Regions from separate parts of the Dromaius novaehollandiae genome. Here region 1 is linked to region 2. A link is a contact called in public Hi-C data. All regions are on one chromosome and are shown on one strand. Each heading gives the region's core, a stretch centred on a gene start, on an enhancer-like site or on the middle of the called end of the contact. The rest is flanking DNA. Distances are from core to core; before and after follow the strand shown. Region 1 holds the start of UBE2K (ubiquitin conjugating enzyme E2 K). Region 2 holds the start of PDS5A (PDS5 cohesin associated factor A).

The links. A called contact is a pair of places that touch in the nucleus more often than the background predicts.
Region 1: a contact with region 2 is called in a Hi-C map of ovary, with 2.7 times the contacts expected there. The contact joins the promoter of UBE2K here to the promoter of PDS5A in region 2. A contact is called at or near these places in 3 of 4 Hi-C or Micro-C datasets (blood, brain and ovary).

What each region holds. Positions count from the first base shown.
Region 1 is chr4:62,825,857-62,828,672 of bDroNov1.hap1, forward strand. It overlaps UBE2K (ubiquitin conjugating enzyme E2 K), which reads right to left and starts at 1,465. Exons shown (of 7, transcript XM_064511265.1): 1 at 1,002-1,465. The coding sequence starts at 1,430. SMIM14 (small integral membrane protein 14) reads left to right here and starts at 1,197. Exons shown (of 6, transcript XM_064511268.1): 1 at 1,197-1,290; 2 at 2,085-2,178. The coding sequence starts at 2,176.
Region 2 is chr4:62,686,254-62,689,027 of bDroNov1.hap1, forward strand. It overlaps PDS5A (PDS5 cohesin associated factor A), which reads left to right and starts at 1,375. Exons shown (of 33, transcript XM_064511263.1): 1 at 1,375-1,667; 2 at 2,443-2,613. The coding sequence starts at 1,641. It overlaps LOC112979520 (a long non-coding RNA gene), which reads right to left and starts at 1,326. Exons shown (of 2, transcript XR_003258192.2): 1 at 752-1,326.

The sequences.
Region 1 (2,816 bases), core at 215-2,714, 140 kb after region 2:
ACGACACAACTATTAAAACCTATCTGGCTGACGTTCGCCAACTCGCATACAGACACAGCAAAAATTGTACTGATGCAACCCTGCATCCCTACATATTCCCAATAACGGATCAAAACTTCTTTTAACATCTTGCCAAAAGCAGCCTACTTCTCTCACTGACCACCACCTGCCTCTCAATAACATGAGCCGCTTCAGAGAGATACTAGTTAGAAAGGCAGAAAACTAGATAACAAGAATTAAAGGAGTGCGGTTTTAAAAGCATCCACCTTAAGGTGAGTTAACCTACGCTGGGATAAAGGAAGTTATGGATTAAAGTAACCTAGATAAACAGGGATTTACCTGCAGCCCTTAAAAACAAAAAATAAAACGCAGACATACTCCACAGTCCCTGGCTGACCGGAGAGGTGAGCTGGGGGCTGCGTGTGCCCGCCGCCCTACTACTCAGCCCCGCCGGGCCCCCTCGCTACCGCCCGGCGCCCAGGGCCGCGCGGGGATGCGCGCGGCAGTCGCGCGCGCGAGGGTCGCGGGAGCCCCGCGCGTGGGCGGCTCCACCCCGCGGCGCCCGGCCTGGTAGCGGGCTCCGCCGCCTCGGCCGCCCACGGCCCGCGAGGGCGGAGGGCGCCGCCGCCGGAGGCTGCCCGGCCCGGCCCGGCCCGGCCGCCGCCGCTGCCCCCCGCCGCCGCCGCGCTTCCTGCCGCCGGCAGGCCGGGCCCGCCGGCCCCGCTCGCCCTCCGGCGGTGCCCGCTGCCCGCTGGGGGAGGGGCCCCGCGGCCCCCTCCTTCCCCCCGCCGCGGCGGCGGGTCCCGTCTCCCCGGGAATCGCCATTCCCCTCCCCGAGGCCGTGGGCCGGGCCCACCCCCAGCGCGGGGAGGTGGGGCCGAGGAGGGAGCGGGGTCCCGGCGCAGCCCGGCGGGGAGCCCGCACCGACCCTGCTGCCCGCACACACGCATGGGGGAGGGTGGCGGCGGCGCCCGGGCAGGGCAGCGGGGAGAGGCTCTGACCTCCTCGCTCTTCAGCACCTCCTTGAACTCCCGCTTGATCCTCTGCACCGCGATGTTCGCCATCTCCGCAGCGGGCACCGACCCGCACACCCTCGCTGCCTCCGCGCCGGGCCCAGCAAGCTCCGCCGCCGCTCTCGCTGGATAACTCCCGGCCCCACCAAAATGGCGCCCAGGCCGAGCATGCGCGCTGCGGCACCCGGCTCTGCCGCCGCCGCCGCCGCCGCTGCTCAGGAGGGGCCGCCGTGTGCGCGGAGCGGCGCGGAGTCGGCGGCGGGGCTGCCCGGCGGCGGTGGGGGGCGAGCGCCGGCCGCCGCGCAGGGCGCGAGGGAGGGCGGGACGCGCCAACCGTCGCCTCGCGGCCCCCGCCTCCCCGCTGCCCCGGGGGAGGCCGCCGCCGCCGGCCGCGGGGGGACGCCTGCCCGCCGCCATCGCTCCTCCTGTCACGGGCCGCGCACGTTTCCCGCGGCGCCGGCTCACGCCCGGGCGCCGCTGGGGCCGGCGGAGCCCTGCGCCGCGCCCCGCGGCGGAGCTGCCGGCGGCGATGGAGCGGCGACGCGGCCCCGCCGCCTCCCCCCGCGGCGATGCGGCCCCGCCGCACGCACCGGGGGTCCCCGGGGCACCGGCCGCGGCGGGGGCGGCGGAGGGCGGCGGGCGGGGGCAGCCGGCGGCGGGTGGAGGGCGAGCCGCCCGGGGCGGGCCCGAGGTGCCGGCGGAGGCGGGGGGCGCCCGCGGGGAAGCGCCTGGCCCGGGGCGCCGCTCCCGGGTCTCCTCGGGAAGCCCTCGGGCGCAGACAACCAGCGGGTTTTCCCGTGCCCCAGCAGCTGCCCGGCCCGCTGCTGCTGTTCTTTCCGCACTGGAGCAGACGGCGGTACTCCGCACCTGCCCGGGCTCAGCGCCTGCCCTCGAGAGGCTGCTGCCCCCTCCCGCGGGATGGAGGGGCTGGGGCCGCAGCCGGGGAGCCCTGGCCCTGGGGAGGCCGCGCGAGTCCCGCTTCCTTGCGCGGCTGCTGCTGCAGGATGTTGGAAGGGGAGTAAGAGGCGAAGGTGTCAGCGCTGTCTAACGGACTGCTATATTTCATTGCAGAAGCGAGCACTGTGAGCCGCGGATGTTGCACTGCCCAGAAGACCGGGACAGGTACCAGGAACCATCCCTGCTTGTCTGAGAAGGGCGAGATATGGTATGGAACAGGAGAGCGTAGACAGATTTTCAGAAGGGAATGTGAGGGTGCATTCACAACCGTTCGTTCGGGAACTAGAGGCTTTCAAGACTTAAAGGTCTACAGAAACACATACGGTGCCTCCTCTAACTGTACAGTGTAGGGCCATGTACAGCGTAGACATTTATCCCAACAGGGAGCATTTCTGTGTTTTTAGAACCTGATTGTAGTGGCTTATAGTTGGGACTTGTCTACTTGTGGCATGGCTGTCATCTGCAAATACTGCTCATTTATCTCCAGTAGTGTACACAGCATTTTGACTATTATATAAACATTAAAGAAAATACAGGCCCAACTGATAAAAAATTTGGCAGCTATTTACAGATGCATATAGTTCTTTTTTTCCGTGTGTTTACTCTTCTCCCATGATTTGACTAGGAAAACTCCATTCTCCTGGAACAGCGTTGTACTATGTGCCTCTGGTTCAGAGAGTCAGCTCTTTCTTCATATCGAAGCTTGGCTTTGACACAATACGCAATGCATTTTTCCCAGTTTTTATTATGTTTCCAAAAAGAACCATTTTGCATTGTCTGTTTTCCTTTTAATGACTTCCGGTGTGATCTTGGGCCTTCAACTTCAGAATAATTTAGACAGCTAAG
Region 2 (2,774 bases), core at 125-2,624:
CCCCCAGGACAACACGGCAGGGACACAAGGAATACAGATTTAAGAGAGACATTACTCCAGAAGCACCCAAGAAACCCTCAGTCTTTGCACGCTTTTCCTCTCACCCCTTGTCGAGGCAGACCTCGGCACACTTGGCCGTAAGCGGTGGCGCTTATTCCTTCCCACACCTTTTGGCAGGCCCTGCAGCTCCTCCTGCGCACGGCAAGGCCAGGCCCAGCCAGGCCCCGCCACGAAGGCCCGGCCAGCTCCCAGCCCACGAGGAGCCCGGTCCCTCCCGGGCTCACCCCGACCTCCTCGCTGTAGTGTCCTCTACGGACAACTCACGGGCGATTTTCAAAACTGGGAACAACAGTACTTTCAGTGGGTGTCAGTAGCCAAAAACCAATCAGCTGGAGACCTTAGATTAGTCTTGATCAGTTAAAAATGATCTTTTGGTGTCACACACCTTCTCCGAGGAGGGCAGGCATACGGAAAACACTTTATACATAAACACAGACACGCTTAACATGTAACGCTGATTCAAAGTGGACAGATATATCCTACTTCACCACTGACTTTCAAAATATATTCCACCTCCTCGAAATATGGAAGAATATTAAATTACAAAGCACATTTTTGCATGGAAGGCTCTTCTGAGTTTACTGGCAAGGGCTCCTTCAGCACGCATATTCAAGCTTCTCCTGAAGATCTGTAACTAAATTAATTTCTGAGAAACTCATCTGCTGACAACGAAGAAGAAAAATTTAGATACCAGCATGCAGAAGCGGCTCTCTCCACGATCCGTTTGAAGAAGGGCTATTTACTTCTCCCTGCCGCGGCACAGACTGCGCCACCATAAACTACTTTCCCCTATTTCGTTATTTATCGCGCCGGCCGGGCCTCGCCACCGCCAGTTACAAAATAATAAGTCGGCAGGAAACGCGGGTTCAAAGCCGTCTGGAAACCGCTCCGAGGCAGCGGCGAGGCAGGGCCCGACCCCGAGGCCCGCAGAGCCCAGCCCGGCCCGGGGCAGAGCGGCTTCCCTCTGCCGCACGCAGCGCCGCGGCCTGGCAGCCCCGGCCAGGCCTCGCCTCGGCCGCCCGCCGCCACGGGAGGGGCCCCGCCGGGCTCGGGCAGGCCGCAGCAGCCGCCGGGCCGGAGCAGCCGCCGTCCGCGGCCCGCTAGTACCGGGCCCCGGCGCCGGCGCCGCTCCGGGGCTTTTGGCGCCAAGCGGGAGGCAGCGCTGCGGCGGCCGCGCCCGGTACTGCCCGCCGCCGCCCTGCACGAGGCGCGGCGCGGCCCGGGGCCTCGCTGGCCGGCGCGGCGCGGCGGCTCCTGGCGGGGCGGCGCGGCGCGGTGCGGGCGGAGGCAGGGAGGGAAGGGGGCAGGGCGCGGAGCCTCCTCCCGGGCTGCTCTTCCGCGGCCGGACGGAGAGCGGCACTGTGTCCCCGCGGCGCACGCTCCGCCGGAGCCTCCCCCTCTCCCCGGCCGCCGCCACCGAGCAGCCTTCCCCCTCCCCCAGCCCTCCGCGAGCAGGAGCCGGAGCCGGAGCCGGAGCGGGAGTCGCCGCCGCACCGCGGAGCAGGCAGGCAGCGGGCGCCGCCGGGGCAGCGGCCGGCGGGGGCGGCGCGGCGAGCACCACCCGGCACGGAGGCTACTCAATGCTGCACCTTCCGGAGCTGCATGAGGTAAAGGCGGCTCCGGGTCCCGCTTCCCTCCCTGCGCGCCCCCGCCTCCCCGTCGCCCGCGGCCGGCGGGGGTGTGCGCGCTGCGCCGCGCCGGGGGGCTCTTTGTGGGCCCCGCCGCGGGAGTTGGGTGAGGGGCGGCGGGGCGCGGGCGGGCGGCGGGGCGCGGGCTGAGGGACATGAAGTTGCGGGAACAAAATGGAAAGTGGAGAGTGGCCTGGCCCCCGCCGCCGGGGGGGCCCCGCCGCCGCGGGGGGGCCGGCGGGGGGCCGGGGGCCGCGGGGGGTTTTGTTTGCGATCGGCGCCGCCGCCTCCCTGCCCCCTCTCCTGTCGGCTCCTCTGCCTCCCGATAGTTTTGAGGCCTAACTGTTTAGGCCTCGTCTGCCGGCCCTGGGGCTTATGTGCCGGCCTCGGAGCCCCGCGGGCGCCGGGATGGGCCCGGCCGCGGGGCCCCCGCCGCGGGTCGCCACGGCCGCTGGGGCGCGGGGCATCATTCGGCCGAGCCCCGAATTTCATTGTAAAATCGGCGGCTCCAAACTAATCGCGTCGCGCTGGAGCAGCCCCGCGGTGAAAGGAGGCGCCGAGGGGCCGGAGTCGCGGGCGGAGGCGGGGGCCTCGCCGGGGGCGGCGGCGGCCGCGGGAGGCGGCGGCCGCGGGGCCGGGGGGCTCCGTCGCCGCGGCGAGAAGCGGGGCCTTCGGTGAATTGAGGGTTAGAAATGGAAAAAGAGGGTTAGAAAGTCGTTTCTATTCTGCTGAACTTTTGTTTTCTGACCGATAGAGGCCGGTAGAGGACTGTGGAGAAGGAAAGTTTATAACCAGCAGCACCAGGATGGACTTCCCGGCTACCCAACCGAAACCGACTGCCGATGGTAAAATTATCTACTACCCTCCCGGGGTGAAGGAGATCACAGACAAAATTACCAACGATGAAGTGGTGAAACGGTTGAAGGTAAGCGTTCCTGCCCCTGCCCTCCGCGCAACTTCTGCTGCTTAAAGTAAACATTTCGTCGCAGGCGGTTCTCCGGTGGTGGTTGAAATGTCTCCTCCTCGCTGCAGACCTGCATGGGGATACTACTTTCTTGCCTTTCCTTAAAAGAGCAGGAGCCATTT